6 separate regions of the Mus musculus genome follow, and regions 2, 3, 4, 5 and 6 are each linked to region 1. Evidence: chromatin contacts called from public HiChIP or PLAC-seq data. All regions are on one chromosome and are shown on one strand. The core of a region is the stretch at or near the end of the contact, and the rest is flanking DNA. Distances in the headings are between cores, read along the strand shown.

Evidence for each region. HiChIP or PLAC-seq counts read pairs in DNA pulled down with a chosen protein or histone mark.
Region 2: a contact with region 1 is called in a FOXA1 HiChIP or PLAC-seq map of pancreatic cancer cells. The contact joins two enhancer-like sites. A contact is called at or near these places in 1 of 15 datasets of contacts at CTCF or cohesin (the NIH/3T3 cell line) and 1 of 115 datasets of contacts at active chromatin or transcription factors (pancreatic cancer cells).
Region 3: an HNF4G HiChIP or PLAC-seq map of pancreatic cancer cells shows a contact between it and region 1. The contact joins two enhancer-like sites. A contact is called at or near these places in 3 of 115 datasets of contacts at active chromatin or transcription factors (the NIH/3T3 cell line, embryonic fibroblasts and pancreatic cancer cells).
Region 4: a contact with region 1 is called in a FOXA1 HiChIP or PLAC-seq map of pancreatic cancer cells. The contact joins two enhancer-like sites. A contact is called at or near these places in 1 of 15 datasets of contacts at CTCF or cohesin (the NIH/3T3 cell line), 2 of 115 datasets of contacts at active chromatin or transcription factors (fibro-adipogenic progenitors and pancreatic cancer cells) and 1 of 9 other capture datasets (embryonic stem cells).
Region 5: a contact with region 1 is called in a FOXA1 HiChIP or PLAC-seq map of pancreatic cancer cells. The contact joins two enhancer-like sites. A contact is called at or near these places in 2 of 115 datasets of contacts at active chromatin or transcription factors (embryonic stem cells and pancreatic cancer cells).
Region 6: an HNF4G HiChIP or PLAC-seq map of pancreatic cancer cells shows a contact between it and region 1. The contact joins two enhancer-like sites.

What each region holds. Positions count from the first base shown.
Region 1 is chr16:25,903,490-25,907,020 of GRCm38.p6, forward strand. No RefSeq gene overlaps it. Among named protein-coding and RNA genes, the nearest start is that of P3h2, 200 kb to the right of the region's middle. Within about 2 kb of position 2,107, at least 16 of the 459 cell types and tissues checked have an H3K27ac peak or open chromatin away from gene starts, as enhancers often do. A contact at or near this core is called in the NIH/3T3 cell line, embryonic fibroblasts and pancreatic cancer cells, where this site is marked.
Region 2 is chr16:25,483,825-25,487,215 of GRCm38.p6, forward strand. No RefSeq gene overlaps it. Among named protein-coding and RNA genes, the nearest start is that of Trp63, 200 kb to the right of the region's middle. Within about 2 kb of position 1,492, at least 38 of the 459 cell types and tissues checked have an H3K27ac peak or open chromatin away from gene starts, as enhancers often do. A contact at or near this core is called in the NIH/3T3 cell line and pancreatic cancer cells, where this site is marked.
Region 3 is chr16:25,464,215-25,468,127 of GRCm38.p6, forward strand. No RefSeq gene overlaps it. Among named protein-coding and RNA genes, the nearest start is that of Tprg, 180 kb to the left of the region's middle. Within about 2 kb of position 1,642, at least 61 of the 459 cell types and tissues checked have an H3K27ac peak or open chromatin away from gene starts, as enhancers often do. A contact at or near this core is called in embryonic fibroblasts and pancreatic cancer cells, where this site is marked.
Region 4 is chr16:25,416,658-25,420,530 of GRCm38.p6, forward strand. All of the region lies in intron 5 of Tprg (transformation related protein 63 regulated), which reads left to right. Among named protein-coding and RNA genes, the nearest start is that of Tprg, 130 kb to the left of the region's middle. Within about 2 kb of position 1,769, at least 39 of the 459 cell types and tissues checked have an H3K27ac peak or open chromatin away from gene starts, as enhancers often do. A contact at or near this core is called in pancreatic cancer cells, where this site is marked.
Region 5 is chr16:25,583,477-25,587,102 of GRCm38.p6, forward strand. No RefSeq gene overlaps it. Among named protein-coding and RNA genes, the nearest start is that of Trp63, 98 kb to the right of the region's middle. Within about 2 kb of position 1,390, at least 37 of the 459 cell types and tissues checked have an H3K27ac peak or open chromatin away from gene starts, as enhancers often do. A contact at or near this core is called in pancreatic cancer cells, where this site is marked.
Region 6 is chr16:25,530,830-25,534,374 of GRCm38.p6, forward strand. No RefSeq gene overlaps it. Among named protein-coding and RNA genes, the nearest start is that of Trp63, 150 kb to the right of the region's middle. Within about 2 kb of position 1,357, at least 86 of the 459 cell types and tissues checked have an H3K27ac peak or open chromatin away from gene starts, as enhancers often do. A contact at or near this core is called in pancreatic cancer cells, where this site is marked.

The DNA.
Region 1 (3,531 bases), core at 857-3,356:
TTCTCCTGCCCAGTAGGCACTAATATATAGTTTCCTCTCCTAACTTGTAAACATGATGTTGAAAACGCACTAAGTATCTAATGAGGGTTTAATAAATCTGTTGCACATTTTAATAAATGCTATGAAAACAGTCAAAATATCTAATATGCTTTTCTTTATCTGAATATGCAGATAGAACATATCCAGCATTGATTTTCTGTACAGATATATGGTGTTTTCCTTAAGGGTGCCCTCGTTGGTCAGATTAAATGTAACCAGTGGGGAGCTGTCGCCTATGCTTAAAGAGATAGTGCTGTATTAGTGGTAATTTTGTTTTAATTAAGACTAGAGATTCCACCTGGTGCTTCCTCTGTCTCTTCTTGTTTCCTGGATCATCAATAAGGTGCACCATCACTTCTCCTGAACGGCCATGACTTTGCCAGAGACATGTTTCATAGAGAAGGACGGAGGGTAGGCTCACTGTCTGTAAGCATATCTGACACTTTGTGGAGGCTTCTTTCTAGTATATGTGCACTTTTATACTTTTAAACATATAGAAAACTGGGCTGGAGAGATGGCCCAGTGGTTAAGGACATTCGTTGCTCTTGTAGAGGACCAAGGTTCATTTTCCACTAACCATGTGGAGGCTCATAGCTATCTGTAACTCCAGTTCTGAGGGATGCAAATGTCTTCTTCCGACTTCTGAAGGCACCAAGCACACAGGTGATGCACAGTCACTCTTGCAGAAAAAATATGAACATACAGCAAAATCGATAAATTAAAAAATATGGAGAGTTCAAAAACAATGTTACTTGTATACATATATAATCCACAGATGTTATGATTGTTAATCGGCAGATATTATGATATTTAGTAGTATATATGTAAGACCTGGGTTTGTCTGTTTGGTTCACAGTCTGGGACACACTTGAGGATACATATATACAACCAGTATCAATGAAACACCTTACATTGTAATACTGTACTGTCAATGACTTGGAGAAACATGCTTTGGAAAGGAGATCAAGAGAATGTCAAAGGAAAGCAGCCTGTGGACTCTTTTATATCGAGACCATAAGAACAATCTCCCAATGGTGTGCCAACATAGAAAGCCTTCCTTTGCTTCTCAACATCAGTGCTGAAGAAGCCCATACCAATCTGTGTTCCCAGATGCTATGAGTGGTGAGATTGTAGACTATCAACAAAAGTGAACTCACATGCACCTTGTGACTCTACTGTTAGCACATATCATGAGTTGATCATCTAAGATCATGAAGCCAGTCAACAACTGATTTGAGTTACTACTTAAGTTTCTTTTTTATACTCCTCTCAATGTTCTATCAGAGTGTGGTAGCTCAACATTCTGAAGCTTTCCCCTGACTTTCGTGGACAAGGCATGCTCTAGTTCAGCTTGAACCACTAACATATTAGCAAGATCTTACAGATGAAATATGCCTTATGTTATTTAGTGAGCCTGCATCTGTAGTCATTGGTCCAGTTCTACCTGGCATAAAGGCAAATCTGCATCTTCCTAGTGGGCTGTCTAGATGAATTAAAATAAATAAAGCTCATTATGGTTACTTCGGGTGGTCATTTTGTGCCACTTTACCCATATACTGCTGTTTCTAAGATACTTTAGAGACAGAGATAGCAAAAGGGAAGTGGATTTCTGTGGGCCTAGATGGAGAGCCAGTCTCATCAAAGCTAGGGAATGCTTTATTCTTCAAAGACCTTAAGTAGTCATATTGTTCCAGTTTAGCTAATGCCTGCTTTGAAAAGAGACCTGGGATGCGTTTTCCACTAAGTTAATCCCACTGAAAGCTTCTTCAATTAAGTCAAGCTTTAGGGTCCAAGAAATAGACAAGTGAATTAAGCCTCTGTGACTCAGCTCCTCCTTCCTCATTGCACAGCCAGGAATGTGAGGAGGAAATGAGTTGGATCAAATCTATGCTACAGATCCATGAAGCAAGGAACCTGGCCCTAAACACACCCAAGATGCTTTTCCAACAAAATACCTGTGCATTACAGTAAGTCTACTCTAGCACTTGGTCCCAGTGAGTAAGAATCTCACATTTATGAGTCTGGAAAGAAGATGAATAAGAGAAAGGCACGTATCCATGCAAAGGGGGTTTGGGTGGGGCCAGCATACTGGCATTAACAGGAACTGGCTGATTCATTACCACAGACTAGTACCCCTGCTAGCATTTAGGAAATACAAACACATAACATATAACTGATGTCTTTATACCATTCCAAAGGAGAATAGTCTGAGAGTGCAATAACAGGACAAGATGGGGGAGGAAGCCCTAATCAAGTGGCACAGTGTGAGGTGAAGCTCTGACACAGTACCTTTACCCCGAACTTGAAACTGAACTCTGTTGTGGCAAGTTCAAATATAGGGACTCAAGCTGAAGGTAAAGATCTTGGAATTTCCCTTATTAATCATCAATAAAAAGCCTCTTTCTGAGGTAAGTAAATTTCCAGCCTCTTCCAACTTTTGGTGTTCCAGTAAATCTAAAGACAGCCATGGTTGCTGACTATTGAGAATGGAGCCTGTTAATGTGGAGCTCTGTATTGAGGAACAAGCCTTCTGAAATGTGTCCAGACACTAATCCAACACCATCACATTGTTTATATTGCACACAATTTCTTTTACTTTGCAGGTCTCTGTTTGCTAATTTGCTGATACAAAAAGAGGTAGTTTTGTTTTTCTCTTCTTCTTTATAGTACTGGAGATGGAAACAAGGATTTGTGTGTGTTAGACAGCCACTCTCCACTGAACTCCCAGACCACCCATGTTTATTTCTATTTTGATCCTTTACAGGCTTCAGTTGGTTGTCCAAGCTGTTCTGAGCTCAGTATTTAACCCTATCAGGCCCTAACTAATACTTTCCCATTCACCCCACTTACATTGTATGGCAGGTCACATAACTCAGCATTCCCAGGTTAAATTTTCACTCATATCATTACTGATGGAGTGATTTTACTTAAGTTGTTGTACCTGTCTCCAACTTAGACAATAGTGAAGTCATTCTAATACATATACAAAAAGATGAGTCTAACTTTTAATAATCAGTAATAAAGTAACAAGATCTCAATAAATACTCCTGATTCTTAAGACAGCCACTAATAATATTGCTCACAAATCCTTAGGGTTAACGTAGTGAAAATGGCCATCTTACCAAAAGCAATCTACAGATTCAGTGCAATTCCCAATCCAAATTCCAGCACAAGTTTTTATAGACCTTGAAAGAGAAATTCTTAATTGCATATGGAAAAATAAAAAGCCAAGGATATCAAAATTTCTAAACAATAAAAGAATTTTTGGAAGATAAAAACATTCATGACCTTAAGTTATACTACAGAACAATAATGAGAAGAACCACATGCTATTGGTACAGAGACAGACAGGTTGATCAACGGAATATAATTAAAGACCCTGAAATAAACACACACATACCTGTGGACACTTGTTTTTTGACAAAGAAGCCAAAACCATACAATGGAAAAAAGAAAGCATCTTCAATGAATGGTGCTGTTCTACTGGCTGTC
Region 2 (3,391 bases), core at 242-2,741, 420 kb before region 1:
GTCTCTCCTCCTTCCTCACCTAGTCACGCTGACAAAATGTAGGCGCTTCAGTGAAGCACCCAGAGCCCACACCCTTCTTTAGACTGTTCTTGGCCCCTTAGGCACAAACTGTTCCAAAGTCTGAGTCAGTCCTCCCTGCCCATTTACATGCTTGGCTGCTGTCCAAGGCTACGATAAGAAACCACCCAGGTGCTGTGCCTCAGAGAGCCAGCAACATGGTGGTCTTGGCCAGCTGAGCCTAGGGTAGAATGAAGGAGACAATACCCCTCTGGGAGTGAGAGTCATCAGCTAGTGTCTGCAGAGATGGGCTGTGATTTGTGATTTGGCAGATCACTCATCTCTGCCTCTCCTCTCGTCATCCTGGAAGGGAGGGGTTTAGCCAAACGACCTTACCATCCTCTTCTAATTCTCCAGAGCCTGGATGCAAAATGAAGGCAGTCTAAGCATTTCATGCACCTTAAAGAGCAATGTTATTTACTTGTCTGTACTAACCACATCCCTAGAAGAAAGAGACGTAGCTCAAGCTCACTGCTAGTAAGGTTGGAAATGCACATGAACCATTGTCTTGGTACTCATCCCTCCCAGGTTTGTTAGCTTCTCCATCTCAGCAAAGTTAATTCTTGGGGGTAGAGTCATGACCCGCACCATCACTATTACTTAAATGTGCAGCAGATGCTGTGTCCAGAATAGGGGACATAGTTGCACTGTTCCTCTGTCAGCTGTCTGAAGACTACTCAGTGACTATGGTTTCTATGCTGTTGGCTAAGCCCAAAACAGAGAGCAGTTACTGTGGAATGGGTCCTCACGAATAATAACTAATAACACAGCAAGAATACTACCACTTAATAGTCAATGCACACTGCTTCAAATAAAGATGGGCTTTTAAAATTCATTTTATTCTCATAACCACTGTGTTAAAGCAGTATCTCCATCCTGATATTGGAGCTCTTGACTCTAGCTGCATATATATCAAAAGATGGCCTAGTCGGCCATCACTGGAAAGAGAGGCCCATTGGACTTGCAAACTTTATATGCCCCAGTACAGGGGAATACCAGGGCCAAAAAGGGGGAGTGGGTGGGCAGGGGAGTGGGGGTGGGTGGATATGGGGGACTTTTGGTATAGCATTGGAAATGTAAATGAGTTAAATACCTAATAAAAAATGGAAAAAAAAAAAAAAAAAGAAAACAACAGTGTAGCAACGCTATAGGGTCATTGAGACCGGATTTGTGAACGGACTGAGTAAAAGAGGACAGTCATAATCTGTCACCTTTGTGCAGGATTTCAAACACATGAAGAATCTTGCAACCTCATTCTATGCGGTTTTCATTATGATGTGGCAGTTGAGTAATGGCTTCCTTGAAGTTCCCGCTTCAAGGAATGAAATGAGTCGACGGTACATCAGATCATTTGATATTCAGCTCTGGGCCTTTCTGAACAAGCTGACATCGTGCACTGGATTTGTCATGGTTCAAGTGTAGCTTAATTCATGACTACACCAGAAAACTAATCTGTGTGGTGAATCACAGGGTGTGAATATGAATGGGTGGCAACTGTAGGTGGAACAGGGCATAGCGTAGCATTTGAACAAATGGAAAGACAGAGGTGAACAGCAAGCAACCATCATGGTAATCATGATGTGCAGTCTTGTGGGTTAATCATGCTCAATGTGCAGAGATGTTCTGCGCTTAGCTCATTTCAGAAGTGGTGGAGGAGATGACACCGGGGTGGGGATCCCTCAGGAACTTTTGTGCTCAGTCAGTCAGTCAGTCAGTCAGAAACTTCGAAGTTAATTCACTCTGTGAGGAGCAGCAGGTCTTTGTACTGAGCCTGTTTACAGATCCTCACCTCTCTGGGTTCCACCTCATGCTCTGCTCTTCTCTTAATATTAATGTCAAATCCTCACACAGAATAAATCATCTTCAAAGTTTACAAAGGAGTTACACATATGAGTCTTAAGGAGAAAAAACAAAACAAACAAACAAACCAAAAACCTGATGCCTCTGACTCTGAGTACAGTTGTCATTGTTGAAAGTGACAGTAGTCATTTTGTCATTAGCTAAAAGTCAAGACCTGGAAAACTGAAGCTCAATATCAAACATTAACTCCTAAAAAAAGTGTGTGTGCGTGTGCGTGTGCGTGTGCATGTGCACGTGCGTGTGTGTATGTGTGTGCATAAACCAGCCCATGAAAGAAGTAGAACTCAATCAACCTTTGCTCTCCCCTGTAACTTAGTTCCAGATGCCAGTAATTTTTTGTTGTTGTTGTTTGTTTTGTTTTGTTTTGTTTTTTGAGACAGGGTTTCTCTGTATAGCCCTGGCTGTCCTGGAACTCTCTTTGTAGACCAGGCTGGCCTCGAATTTAGAAATCCACTTGCCTCTGCCTCCCGAGTGCTGGGATTAAAGGCATGCGCCACCAAGCCTGGCTCAGATGCCAGTAATTTAAAAGATGATCAACTTAGCTGTTTCTTATCCAGGCCTGTGCTCAGCCAGCCACCCCCGCCAGTGTCAGAGTGAGTGTACTCTCTATCAGTCTTTGAGCATCTGTTTATCTGTACTGACTCAGCCTCTTAAATCTCCTCAAATTCAATTTTCGTTTCAGCTTTACTTCTGTGCCCCACATCCTCGTTTCTACCAACGATTGCTGTAGTTTTTTTTTTTTTTTTTTAATTTCTCATCCTGCTCCAACATAAACTAGACTAGTGAAACATTACAAACTATAAAACAAATTGTCACAACATGTCAAGCTCCGGTGCTTCTGGAATGGGAAGACCATTCTCCAAACACTTCCTTTTCTTCTTCTATACCCTTGTGGCTGCCAGTCTGTCATACGCTTCTTTGGCCATGCTGAGTCACTTGAAACCCACTGCACCTGACATGCTCTTTGGAGGCACAGTGATTTTGATGATATCGATTGTGTTAGTCAGATGTTTCATAGCGGTGGGAAGCAGTTTAGAGGAGGAAAGATTGGTTTGGGGATGCTGGATTGGGGGCCTTGGCTCTACTTGTGTCAAATCCATTGCCATGGGCCTGTGGTGAGATGGAACATTGCAACAGAGGAGCAATGTGTCACCATGTGACAATCAGGAAATAGAATGAGATGGAGAAAAAGAGAGCATGCAAGGCACTGTATACAGCCTGATTGACCCTCTTCCCCCAGCTGGATGGCTATTCTCTTAGGGGGTAGGCCAGATTCAAGCCCTGAGAGAGACCCTGAAAGATATGCAAACAGAATTCCTCTTTCTTCTGTTGACAATGGCTATTTCCATTTTTAATAGAAATAATAAGGAACAGGAAAAATTATATCTGTGGTTGTCTATAAAGGCCTCACAGAAAAGAAAGTTTGAAAAACCAATCCCCAAATCACTGGGTGCGTTTTTCTCTCGTCGGAGGG
Region 3 (3,913 bases), core at 392-2,891, 440 kb before region 1:
GCTTACAGAAACCCTGTAGATGCCACAGGCATGTGAGTATGGAGTCCTCTAGGAAAGGATGTCAGGCATCATGGTGACCACTAAGTGCTTCCATGTCCTAAACTAAGTGCTCTAGGTTTTGCCATGGGACCTGCTTTTGCCATGGTGACTCCAGTCTTTTGTGCCCCTTCGTTGCGCTGCTGTCAAATCTTCAGGCCCAGATCACATGGTCCTGATTTATCTCGTCTTCCTGAAACCTGTTGTCAGAATCCATTCCCCCCCCCCCCCCCCCCGTTACTCAGGCGTTATTTTATAGAGCCTCATGCCAGAGTCGACCACTTTAGTCTATGTTCTCTGAGCTTCTTAGGCGCCTCCAGAGTGAAAACAGTAAACAGTGTTCATTTGGTTATTTCCCACATGGGAAATGTTTGCCGGTTGCTGGCTGAAAAGAATGGCTTCATTTCTCAATCTGTCCAGAAACAAGCATATCTTGACCTGCCACTATAGGACGAGTTAGGTGTTTCTGAGAAAGAGTTTATTTTTCTTTTCTTAATTATTCATGGTCTTTCTTCATGGGAACTGGTTCTCCAGTCTGGCATGTGCTAACAAACAAACAAACAAACCCATTTCTGTCCTCGTCCCAGTTTTGTATGACAGAACAGCCCTTTTCTAATAGAGCCCTGGCAGAGCCTAAGCACATCTGCATGGTCTGCACTGTACGGCTGTTTTCTTCAACAATATCCCATTTGCAGCACATTAAGGATCCTGTGCTCTTTTCCATGGGGACTCAGATGCTTCCAGAGGGTGGACTACTTGCTCCTTTTACAGCTCAAATGCAGGCTCCTGTTATTTCTTTGAACATTGGTACTCAAGGGGGTAACCAAACTGTCTAAGACCGTGGAGTTCTAATTAGCCTGTTTAAAACTTCATTTCTCCGAATCATTTGCACCTAAATTAAAGTTACTAGGCTTTGCCCATGACTTTCGAATTGAATGCATCACACTTTCTCTTTACATCTAAGAGATCAGAAAGGAAACAAAAAATTGGAATTAAAAACATGGATGCTATAAAGGGAAGGATAATTCATAAGATCCACAGAGGTAAGAGAGCAAGAAGGCATACTTCCAGTATCCTCAACACCTTTAGAGCCACAGGATCAGGGCATTTCCATCTCAGCTGGAGTATTATGTTAAGTACAAGCTTCTCCAAACGCTTTGTCTATTCCATGGTCTCAGCTCTGGCTGCCTCCACAGCACCATGATGACAGCGTGGGGAGGTAGAAGGGTTCAGCAGCCTGAGGGGGATGGAAGGTATCAGAGAAGTGGGGGTTATTTCAGGTCTTGCTTCTCTAAGCCTTCAACGTCTGAGCCTCGCTTCGAGACGGACCTTCCTGTTGTGAAACACTGGAGCAGTTGTTGCGGTCTGAAGATAAACAACATTCCAGCAGTTCCCCCCACGGTCTCCTGGAGGCCGGGCTTTTCAACAGCTCCCTGGCCTTCAGGCATCCAGGAACCCAGCTTCAGTGTGGTACCTGTAATAGCATACACAGCCATAGCTTTGTGGTGCTGGTGCTCTTAAAATGGATTATGGTAATGAGTCTAGGATGAGTCCTGGGTGCCGCTGCCTGGTCATTAAGTGTAGGAAACACTAACATCCTTTGTGTAGCTTTGGAAGCCCAAACTGTTCTGACTGGAGAGTGGTGAAGAACAAGGGTTCCTTGGCCTGATGTGCAAGCTTCGCATTTTCATTAATGACTGGGCCTGAATTAGGGCTCCCTAGGGTTATATAAGGGCACGCTTGGAAACCAGATGCAAGCTGTTAACAAATTCAATCTGGCTTTATCATGAAAGGGTTGGACCGGAGGTTAGTATACCCAATAGACAAAGTGTCTCACATGCGTTTCCAGTAAGTTTGTGCTTCTTATATAGGTAGGTGTGGTTTTAAAGAGCATAAAACCACAACAAATCAAAGAATAGCTCAGACTTGCCTTTTGCTTATGGTTGAGGTTGGTTTGAGTAATGATTCATGGACTAAGAATGCCGGCTTTAGTCCCTGGCTGAGGCCTACCTGCAGTACCACCAGGATCGACCATTTCTTCAGAACACATTCTCTCACCCTATATCACTTTCTGAAGTTTTCCATTTCTATGCACACCCACCATTATAATTGCCTTCTAGATTAATGTATAAGTTCTATAAAGAACAATTAATAAACTCCATTTGAGTGATAGAATACTAAGGCTTGGGAGATATGAAATAATTTCCCCACGATCTAAGGGCTACCACCATTTTATAAATAAAACAGCTGAATTTTTGATGGCGTTAGGTGTTATAATACCTTTCAAACACACATACACAGACACACAGACACACATACACACACAATTACTTTATGATTGCACAGGGGTATTTCAGGCAGGCAGTCCTAATTAGTGATACTTGCTTTCTTGTATGTGTGTGCGTGTGAGGTACCCAGGACACATCCTGAACTCATTACCATAATCCAATTTAAGAGCACCACACATACACACACACACACACACACACACACACACACACACACACTCACACATACACACACACTCACACATACACACACACACACACATACACACACACACATACACACACACATACACACACACACACACACACGCACACACACACACAGAGAGAGAGAGAGAGAGAGAGAGAGAGAGAGAGAGACCTCCTGCTCATCTATCTTTAGCACTACAACACCATTACCATTATTAGATCTTGCTAACACTTTTATGCCATATCTACAGAGCTCCTTTTGTGATTCCCCAGAATCTGAAGGTGTAAGCTCTTTTCAGTGGAGTCCCCTGTTAGGAAAATTGCCTCTGTGCTCTTTGAACGTTACCCCTTGAGTTGTCATTATCTGCAAGGTTTAAGGGCAGATTTTGAGTTGGGTAGTAGCAATGTAAACCACCAGACAGCCATTTTCCTTTTTGACGCTTTGCCTCTGGGTATTTAAAGGATGGAAATAAGACAAGATGGAAGTTCCCTTGGGAATTCAGGCTTCTCACTAACACAATGAGAAACGCGAATGACAAAAGGTCCTCATCCGAGCACAGTGAAATGGCCCTTCACGTGTAAAGCGCCTAGCACAGTTCTCCATAGAATCAATACTACAGTGAGAATTATTACTTCTTCCCTTAACACCAATGTTCCTAAATCAATTATGTTATGTAATTTTAGTATTGTGTCTCTTGGCAACTGAGAGTCTTCTTGGATGTGCTGAGAGAAAAACCACGTGGGCAGAGCATCATATGAATCCAAAATGCAGGTTTCTGGACTTACAAACTCTCTTCTAGTCTTCCTTTGAAGTAGGTTCTCTGTTAGTGATTTTGTCACTTTCTTCCACATGGAGCTATAATACCACTGGTTCTAGGGCACAGTGCACCTGTCTTCCCCAAAAGGAAGACTGATCTGTCTGTGCCAGTTCATACAGACTGAATCACCAGAATTATCTGGAAACTAATAAACCAATACGGGAAAGGATAGTGGAGCTAGCCATGCATGCCATGTAGATATTTGAACTTAGAACCCTTATGTTAGTAATTGATGCCTCTGATTCAACTAAGCCAACCAACTTCATGTCAAAGACATCATTGATAGAGATAGAAAACCCAAACCAAAAACATGTTAAGTAGCCTCTGGGCGTCAGAGAGCAGTTACTTACCATGGGTTAGAGATCTACAGAAAAACTAGAGTTACTGACTACATGTCTGGATGCTAAGTCATTATATCATTGGTGTCTAAAAATTGGAATCAAGGAATAGAGAATGCATTTTTATACATAATCAACTGAGCTACCTTCAGGCCCAAATTTCCAAAGCTTCTCTGGACACCTGTGTGGAGCTTAACTATTTGAAAAATGTTTTCCATTCTTTGCTGGCATATACTGTTGGAAA
Region 4 (3,873 bases), core at 519-3,018, 490 kb before region 1:
ATGTAACTTCTCATGAGAGCAAGAGAGAGAGAAAAAGAGAAAGAGAAACAGAAAGACAGATAGACAGACACAGGTGATGAAGGAGTTTAACCAAGCAGGGAAACTGAAACCAAGGAAGGGAGAATTTGTGTGCACCGACATGTCGACATGCCCTTGTAGACTTATATATCTTCATCTTGCCCCAAGGGCTCAATCTGTTTGTCCCACTTTATGTTTAGAAGACATTGCTTTGGTTTTCTTCTTTAACCCTTGCTTTGCTGAGTTGCCCAACTTTGTGGCTTACACCACTGGAGAAGCACTAGTGACCCAGACTGAAGCTCATGGACACCTTGAATGGATCACAGATCCTCTGCAGAAATTCACGAAATATTGAACAGTCACTTTCTCTCTCTCTCTTTTAAATTATTGGTTATTTAATTTAGCACATTTCAAGTCTTATTCCCCTTCCTGTTGTCCCCATCCAAAATGTCTTTTCTCTTTCCTGGACTGTTCACCCATCTTTTCCAGGAAATATTGAAATAGAGTTCGTCGTTTTGTAATCACATTTAACTTTAGCCACTTGTCCTTTCACATGAATTCAGCAAATTGTGATTGGCTCTTCCTGATGTTGAGCCCAACAAAATGACAGCATGGTAGGAACCTGGAATCCTAAGGATCATTCAATAGAGTTCACCCTGAAGACATTTGTGGCATGAAGTGGGGTGGCTTTCAAAAAAGGTTATTCACAAATTTTATGTAATGTTTGCTCATAAGACTGTTAATAGAGGGAATTGCAGGGTATCATGGGATCTCAGAAGAGGGGACAGTTATGTCTGAAAATTGGCAAAAATGATGACATTTTATGTAAAATTCAAGGTAAGAGTGATTTAAGCATCAAATTAGGTGAGTTAAGACATTTTAAGTAAAGGAACCATGGCCAAAAGCTACAAATTACAAAGTCATGTGACATCTTCTTGGATGATGACTAACTCATTTTATCAGAAATTTAAAGTGTGTGTGTGTGTGTGTGTGTGTGTGTGGTCTTCGGAGCATAGAGTTGAGGTGGTTAGGATGAGAATGTAGGTCAGAATGAGTGGAAACATGTAGAAAAGAAACTTGTGCCATTCTCTTAGTTCTTGCTCTACACTGAGTTACCCAGAGTCACAGGATCCATGCAAAGCAATTGGTAATTCCAGGTAAGATGTGCATACACCATGCATTTTGGTCAGCACTGGAACTTGCCAAGTGGTTTCACATCTTCAGTCCTGGACAATTTGCTTTTCATCCAGGAGTGCCTCCTTCTCTACAGAGAAAGGTTGAAAACTTATTGCCGGAAGGCTTGGAAAACCTCCTGAACTCAGGAATGTGGGCCTGCAGGCGTGAAACCTGGTCTCTTTGCCCAGTATAAACAGGAAGTAAGTGATGGCCGTAATAAAGAAAACTGAGATTCTAGGCGGGAGCTGCTGGCAGACACCACCTGAAGCAACCAGGGGCCCAGGCACTCAGCTGGTAAATAATTGCTGTAAAGTCAAAAATACTGTACCTCCTCCTCCTGCACGAACGCTGGTGTGCTTCACTTCAACCCTCACACAGCCCCTCTGTAACTGGAGTTGTTAAAACTTGACCCTCTGTTTTTGAGACAGAAATAAAAGCGGGAGACAGAGGTGGGAGTATAAAAGCTTTTAGACAAAAGTATGTGGCTGGTGGCATTCATATCAGATGACACAGCGTTCCTGTCACAGAGATTGAGCTCAGGTGCTTGAAATGCTCAAGAGCCAGCCTGGGGACGTGGCCTTTTGTCTGCCACTCCTTTAAGGAGCAGCTTGTCTCTGTAAGCATGCCTCCCTCCTTTGAGAGTGTTCCAGACGTGGCTGGGAATGAAGTGTATCTAATGAAATGCAGTGTGTTGAGTATGAAGTAGTGTCAATATTTTCTCTCCAGCATTTAGATTCTGAGACCACAGGGGATCCACAAGAAACGAGCTTGAATGTGAGAGCTGAGGAATCTAGTCGGACAAACACTGATCTCTAAGAAGGCATTATGATCAGTCAGGTGGTCTTGGCAGATGGAAATGTTGAGATGAATTGTTGTACCTTTTAGGAGACTGTGAATTTTAGATGGTGATGATGATGATGGTGATAAAAGAGATATGTATTGTTTGTAAGAAACAAACTTCTTAATGTTTTTTGCAATGATTCTGAATCCCAGCCTTATCCCATTGTACTCTCCTGCCCCTACTACTACTTGTGAGCACATAGGTTCTCTCTCTCTCTGTGTGTGTATATATGTATGTATGTGATTCTCTTTCTCATTTTACCTATGAATTTGATGGTATCATTATACTCATTTTTAGGCACCTTGTTTATAGATTAGGATCTTTCTAATCCCAGTACTTAGGGCTACATATATTGTGAAGCTGTATATTCTGTAGTCCACTGAGTCTGTTTTTAATGAGATATGGTCTTGCCACATAGTCCAGGCTAGCATTGAACTCTTCATCCTCTTGTCATTAGTATTGGGATTGCAGGCATGCATTAATCTACATCTTAATGGGAAGGGACTTTGGTCACTAAGGGATATTTAGTGACATCCTTACCACTAAAGAATATTTAATGATATACAGGATTTCTTTTGGTTTTTCCAAAATTCTAGAGATAAGGCAAGATAATGCATTTTTAAGCAAAGGAAACATGGCCAAAAGCTACAAATAATAAAGCTATATGAAAATTTCTTAGATAGGGATTAAGTAATTTTATATGAAATTTCAAGTGTGTGTGTGTGTGTGTGTGTGTTTTCAGAAGGAAGGCCTGGAGGTGTTTAGGATGAATCTATAGGTTGGGAGTGGAAGTTCTAATGAGTAGAGACTTCTTGTGTACCTAGCAATGCTCCAGGTGTCTGAGGGAGAGCTATTACAGAGTATTCTGTATACTTAAACTGTAAAAAAGATTCTACCCCATAGTAAAAATATATTTGATCTCCAAATTGTAGTAGCCTCACAATGGCTTACTATGTAAAGGCCACACTTGCAGCTATGCTTGGAAAACCAGTTAATATATTTGAGTGGAGATATCAATGAAATGCAACAGAAGAAATAGTACTATTATAATTAATATTAATTATTTACTTTATTTTATGTGTATTAGTTATTTACCTCCATCTCTGTATATCACAGTGCTATTGGATACCAGAAGAGGGTGTCAGATTCTATGCAACTGGAGCTACAGATGGTTGTAAGCCACCATGTGGCTCTGAACCCAGGTACTTTGCCAGAGCAGCAAATGCTCCAAAGTGCTGAGCCATCTCTTCAGTCCCAAAAGAAAACCAATGTTTTAAATTGGGTATGCAGGAGGCATTACAGAAGTGGGAGGCTTGGACGTGGTTTTCAAACATGGAAGGAAAATGGAAAGCACAAAATGGTGTGGATTGAATTATGAGTTGTACAAGTTACATAGAAGTTCAGTGTTTTTTTTTAATTAATAATTTTCCTTTTAAAGTAAAATATGACTTTAAACTAAGCTTAATGAAAAGAATAAAAATATTACATTGGTTTGAATGAAGAGATTGAAGCAGGTTATCTGCTTATCTTTCCTTCCTTCCTTCCTTCCTTCCTTCCTTCCTTCCTTTCTTCCTTCCTTCCTTCCTTCCTTCCTTCCTCCCTCCCTCCCTCCCTCCCTCCCTCCGTTCCTCCCTCCCTCCCTCCCTCCCTCCCTCCCTCCCTCCCTCCCTCCCTCCCTCCCTCCCTCCCTCCCTCCCTCCCTCCCTTCCTCCCTCCCTCCCTCCCTCCCTCCCTCCCTCCCTCCCTCCCTCCCTCCCTCCCTCCCTCCCTCCCTTCCTCCCTTCCTCCCTTCCTCCCTTCCTCCCTTCCTCCCTTCCTCCCTTCCTCCCTTCCTTCCT
Region 5 (3,626 bases), core at 140-2,639, 320 kb before region 1:
TGGGTGGCTTTGGTCGTCCAGTGTTTTCTGGGTTCATAGCACTTCAAGCTGGGAAAGGTTCTATACCTAAATACAACTCAGTAGTCATATTTCACTATGCAAATATAAAAACCCCACCCCTGCTTCTCTAGAAAAGCCTGATGGCACTGACAGGAAACTTCTCCCAAAGCAAAGAAGGAAGCCTCTGTACCAAAGCCAAGTGAAGGTCATTGAAACCCAAGAAAACAGCTCTAGAAGGGCATTCAAACCCACCCCCCCCTCGACCCACAGAAGATCCACACATTACATACTTACTTTCTCGTTGCCCAAGACACTGCCACTCCAGAAGCATTCCTCTACAAGCATTCTCCCAAGAGAAACAAGTTTGCCCATTGTACCATCATTCAAGTTCCCAGTGACCTCCAAGTCAGCCAAGAAGCAGATAGAAGATGACATATTTGTGTCTAGTATGGATGCCAAACCCAACAAACACCAGATCAGACAGGGTTTGAAGAAATTCAATGACATTGATATGGTCAACTCAATCTGTTCATGTCTGATGGAAAGAGGGGGGCTGTATTTCAGCTGACTCCTGATTATGATGCTTTGTACGTTGACAACAAAATTTGGATCATCTAAACTGAGTCCAGCTGGCTACTTTTAAACATACATGCTTCATTGAAAAAAACAAAACCAAGCAAACAAACAAACAAAATATAGAAATTGAAGTAGTGGAATGTGAAGTCACCAAGATTTAAAAACTGTACATATCATATCCATAATCAACTTATGGTGAATCTTATTTTCCTAAAGGGCAGCTACTATCTTACGAGAAGCTTCTGTGTAAATAGCCCTTCTTGAAGAAAGGAGCCACATGCACTGTTCTTGCTTATAAATAACCCAGAGACTATGTTCCCAAACTCTGCTAATCAAAGCAATAAGGAAAGAGTTCTCAATCTTCATTCCAGGAGTGACTTGGACTCAATGTTCTTGAGAAAGAAAAGTAGATTCTCGCCTGCAGGCTCTTGTGTTTAACCCAGCTGCAGGGGAGCACGTGCAGATTTGAACTGCCCCACCCAGACTGGAGCAGCCAAGCTCCCTCAGAGCTCATACTTTGCAAGGAACGCTTCTGGGGGAAATCCTACAGAGCATAGCTTGGGCCCAAATAGTCCTACTAAGCTTCTGGCTATTCATTTGGGCACAGATGAAAATGTGCTCTGATGGTACAGGGAAGATTCCCGTGTTGGTCGTTAAACCCAAGCCACCCACGGATTTGAGGAAATATACATGATTATATAGTTTCATACTGAGCACTGAGATTTTTGAAATCCAGTTGCTTTGAGCCCCGTGATCTGCAGAAAGCAAACCCAGTCTTCTTCATGTCCCTGGGAGCACGAGTGCGGGTGTTTGCTTTGCATTAGCATGTCAAGCTGTGCATACCTTTCTGAGGCGAGGTCTGGGTGTAATGGGGTGTGTCCCGGAGGAAGTCAACGTTCAGAGATTTATTTTTTTTTGTGTGTGAGCTATTCACTTTAATTATACCCATGCTGTTCGCTCGCTTTTTATTATTACTCTTATTCACTTTCATATCCCCTTCCCTTGGCTAAACACACAGAAAAGATTCATTTATTATGTGAAGAGACTCAAATTTATGGAGCCCTTTTAGTTTGCAAGGAGGCTGGAGACTCCATTGTGAAAGCAGTGTCGCGATTCTCAGGGAACATGGGCTCTGATCTTGCCTCCAGCTCCGGACAAAGGCACCAAAGCAATGTTCAGGCACTAAAAACACATGCCACTGACTTGAGTGGTGGCAGATAAACCACGGCAGAAGAGGGGAGCTGGAGGCAGGCGCAAGACCAGAGGAATGTGACTAGCAGTGCATATGTCTCTGTTCAGTTCTAAATTGTTAAGCAGAATGACAGCACATGCATTGACATCCCGAGAACAGCAGCTGTCAAAACTGTCAGACAGCACGAGATTGATTCCCTTCAATTACTTGTTGAACCAAGAAGTTAGAGAGATGGCAAAGCTCCACGAGGTCATCTAACTTAAGTTTTTCTGCCTGGGAAAATTGCTTTGTCAAAAATCAATGTGTGAGGGCAAACTAGAGCTTTATTGTTATTTTGAGCTGACATAAAAGGTATGGTGGATCAGTATTCATCCATTCAACCCATCCTTTCACCAATTTGCCAATAGTCTTCCTACCCTGCACTCACTCCATGTCAGACTCTTTATGTCCTTAGGATACACAGATGCACTTAAGCACTAAATGATGGATACCGTCACTGGATAGCTATGTGCTGGGGTCTGATATGAAGCAATAGAAAGATGGCCACGACTCACAGGGTTGAAAGCAGACACTATGCCCAAAGATAAAGCTACTGCATCTTAAAAGATGAGCAAGGAGATGTTTCCAGTTCCTTTCTCAGACAATTGTTGCCCTCTTGTTGCCTTTAAACCAGTGCAGAGTTGCTAGCATCTCCCTCTCATTTTCCAGAGATAGAGCAACCCTGGAGAAGTAACCCAGCTTCGTCACAGCTACATAAGAAACCTGAGAATTTGTACATTTTAAATTTTCACACTTTCACTAAATCTAGAGAGAGTGGTGTAATCTACAGCTATATTCAGACAAGAGAGGGACCAGCAGAAGCCTTGACTTCAGGCACCACACAGCAAGATCCGCACCTTGACAGCCTTCCAGGTTTTAATCATGCTTTTTGAAGAACTGTAACATCTTTGAGTTGTTTTACTTGGTACGTGATTAAAATATTCTGTGTAAGTAGAACATGGTGACTCACATTTTGTTAGGGTTGCAGAGCACAACTAGCTACAGAGTCTTCAAGAAGGATGAGAAATAACCCATAATTCTGTTCTCTCCTGTTTTCCCTCCCTACTCCCCCAACACTGTGTGTGTGTGTTTCAAAACGTGACCCCAGAAAGAAAGAACAAGTTTAGGATGTGATTCTAACATAGCATTGCATTTCTCAATTCCTATCATTTCTTTAAGCCGTTACCTCAACTCCTTTGGCAGTAAAATCGGGAAGATCAGCAACTACTTTGTCCACAGAGCATTAAATTTGATTAATATCAGCCCCTTAGCCGAACATCACTTTAAATTGATCTGAAAAGACAGAATTCATCATTAGAGTGCCATAAGAGTCTCAGAAACCCAGTGGACAAGCACCTCCTGACCAGAGGTTTGCAGATTTTACCTTGCATCAAAACCAGCAGAAAGGCTTCAAGAAACTCGTTTCAGGCCCTGCCCTCAACAGGGGTTTTTGTCAATATAGCCTGCCAATTTGTACTTCTCTTGTGTTCTTTTTATTAATTTATTCATTTCTTTTTATTCATATATTTGTTTACATTTCAAGTGATATCCTCCTTCCTAGTTACCCCTCCACCAACCCTGCCATCCCATCTCTGCTCTTCCCCATCCCCTTTGCCTCTGCAAGGGTGCTCCTCCACCTATTCACCCACTCCTGCCTCATCCTTCTAGCATCCCCCTACAGTGGGGCATCAAGTGTCCCTCCCCTCCCATTAATGTCAGATAAGGATGTCCTGTGCTACATATGTATCTAGAGTCCTGGCTCCCTCCATGTATACCTTTTGGTTGGTGGTTTAGTGACTGGGAGCTCTGGGTGTTCCAG
Region 6 (3,545 bases), core at 107-2,606, 370 kb before region 1:
AAGCCAGCATGAGAAATATAATACCAGAAATGTGCTTCCACACATGAATGCGAAACTTAAAAGGAGCTTGACAGAGCTGCTTCGCCACTGATCGGCCCATTTTCTCTCAAACTGGCTGAGTGTTGTTGATACTTTTCGTTTCGGTGTATCTCAGTTGCCTCTTATCCACCAATGATGAAGTCCTCGAGCAAAGGAGAGTCCTCATTTCTGAGAGTCTACCAGAAGTATAGAACTGATCAAATTAGGTAATATAATATGAGTGCCTTACCCTAGGAGGAAACTACAATAGCCTGTGGTGATCAGAAAATGAACAGATATGTAGCCTAGTCAATATGTAATGGGAGAGCTCTCATTTAAGTTGTATTGGTGAAAATGGAGTTATGTTTGAATGAAACATGGAGAACTAGGATAGCAGCACTAAGTTATCAAGGTTTGAAAGGCATGTGTGTATGTGGGGGCAGGTTTGCATAAATAACATAGTCCACAAAGTGGGAAAACAATATACCCAGGCTGGTTGATGAAGTCAGATTACAGAGCGCCTTGGGCCCCGGTGTTTAAACAGAGAGACGGGTGAGAGGCAACAAGAGCCAGAGTGTGTCTGAACTTCAGGAATGTCAAGTGAATAGAAAGGAGCACAAGCCTATGAAATAGTCCAGAGAGTAGATAATAAAGGATGCCAGGTATTGTGGAACACACTTTTAATCCCAGCATTTAGGAGGTAAAAGCATTTGGAACTGAAGGTCTACCTTACATATACAGTGAGTTCAAGGTCAGCCTAAGCTCCACAAGAGCCTGTTTCTTCCCAAGTCAATGAAAAAATGTTAATGTCTATGTCCAAGTACATGATATAATTTACTTAGAGATATAAATTTCATTGGGTTATATCTACCACAGGAGCAGGATGTCTCAGACTTTGTCATTGATCAGCTGTAGGAGTCATGAAGGGAAAACAGGATGATAGAGTCAAGTTATAAAGGCATGTAGCCTGACTTAGAAAGCCACAGAGGTCATTGTGATCTGAGGTGTGGGTCTAGTTGACCTTCATGGATACAGCTGAGAGTTAATTAAACTAGCAAGACACGAGCTGCAACTCCAACTCTGTGTTTTCTTTCTGAGTTGATGATTCACTGTTGCTATTGAGAGGTGAGTTGGGCCATGGGTGAACAGGAGCAGTCGGCAGTGAAGACTGAAGGGCAAAGAAGCAGGAAGATTTCCTTGAACTCTGCTTGCACTGAAAACCCTGAGCAGAAGCCCAAACTTGTGGCTTTCTTGGATCTCTTCAGATCAGAGAGCTGCCCATTCCAAAGCCACAGCACTTCTTTTGCGTCTCAGTTACACCACAGGCATCTGACTCATAGGATAGTCAGCCATAGAGGTCAGTCCTGCCTTAAAGCAAGTCTGGAGTGGAGCACTCCTCGGCTTCAGTTTACCTTCTGTTTAAATAGGTCTTGGTCATGGCACTGTTACATTGAAAGGGTGGGCTTATCTTTGTGTTGTATATAATCAATCCTTTATGAACTATAAACCCATAGATCATTATTGCCCTTATTGTAGAGAGTGCAAAGAATAAGTGTATATAAGGGAACAGGTCCCTCAAAAAGAAGAACCGTTCTCAGAACGAGCCGAACGAAGCTTTTAGAGGTTACAGACACAGTGTCCAGGTCAAACCTCCGACTTCCTATTAAGCCTTTATTCCTTTTTACCATCCAAATTAATTACTTCCTTACGCTTCATATTTTAAACAACCTCAAAAATGATATACTATCTGGTAGAGGAAGGTCCTATTTCTTTCCTTTCAGTTTTAAATCCAGGTTTAAAGACCCTTTGGAAAACTTGGCAGCCACTTTGGAAATGGGCGTGAGCTTACAGGACAGCATCAAGGCTGAATTCAGTACAAGAGCACTGAGCTGTTTCATTTGCTGAAGCTTCTGGTAGGTGTTCTAAGAGATCAAGTGTTAAATCAGGGGGTCCCTGTCTGCTGGCACTGCCCAGTTCCAGACAGGGAAAAAGACAGTCAAACAACTAGGGCAAAACCAAATGAGATTAAGAAGACATTTTCGGCTTCATTCACTTTCTGGATGAATAAAATACTGGGCCTCCAGAGTTTGGCAGCCCTCATGACATGTTAGGAGAGAAGAAAAGAGAGCTACTTCTAAATGGGCCATTTCCCCATAGTGCCAGTGAGCTTAGAAACTTTACAAAGAAAAATGGGACAAGTCTTTCTCACTCTCATTAAGCACCCTCAAACACCAGTAGCCTTAACAGGAGACTCCAGGAGAGGCAGATGGAAGTGCCCTGACCCAGCACACTCAGGACAAGAAACTGCAGGGATTGGGGGTCATTGCCAAGTGGTGAGATGAACCTGATAGGGTTCCTAAATAACAGCATGCCCTCAGCTGCAGGCCTGACTTCATGCTATTCCAGTCGTGTGACCTGTCTCCTCCAGGGATCTAAGATAACACTTATCACAGCCGGCTTTGGGATCCGGTTGCTTGAATGTGTCCCTGCTTTCAGCACTGAATATGAGAGCAATGACCATGACTTACTCAACTCTGTGCCCCAGAACACTTGGCATCAGCCCTGGTCCTCGGCAGATGCCCAGAAAGTGTGCAGAGCTGGTTGGAATTTTGGCAGGGCTTCCTGCTTCTCATGGGTAAACCCCATGGGTCTTCTTGTCTGATTTGCAAAGGATAAAACATTTCATTTATTAGAAAACTGGGATCTGATTTTTGAGACCCTGATTCTAAAAGAAAATAGAACTGGATTTTCCTTTCCATACAACCCTGTCCACAGGACCCTGACAAGTCTATTTCCATTCCATGCTCAGTTTTCTATGGGTGGTTAGAGAGATTAATATATAAGAATCTCTCAGTTCTAGACCTTTCTTTATATTATTTTGCATTGTAAGTTCAAAATTAAAACCCCACTACCCAATTTTCCTTTCTTCCCTCTGATCCTTGACATGATGGCATTATATCATGTTCTAAATTTATACAGAATTATTAAAAAGATATCATAGTGGAAAAGAGCAAGCCTGACACTGTTGTCATCATCCCTTCACGGGTTGCCACCTTCCAACCACTGGATAAAGCGTCTTTTATAAGTAGCAGGACATTTTTTTTTCTCCCAATCCATTGAAATATTTTTAAGACTTAAAGCTTTTAACTACTGTGTTCTGGGACAGTTTCACACAAGTACATATGTGTACTGGCTTCTGTCATCTTTTATTCTTTCCCATCTCTTTTCTTCCTTTATCTACTTCTGATCTTCTCTAGAAATCTATATTTTTTACATCTATGTCTATTTATCTTGTTTCGTGACTCACTGAATTTAAGCATGGATTTCTGTGTCACCATGTGCATGCAGATGTCTTTGGGAGCTGGGGCGGGGCCTAGGGGCTGGCTCAAGTGGGTCCATTTTGCCTGGCTATTTGGTTTCGAAATTTACAGGTTCACAGAGGTGTAAGACAAATGTTGGTTTCTTTCCTCCAGCAACTGCAGAGTATGAAAAGTAGACAGCAAGGAGAAAGCATCCAATCCAGCCTC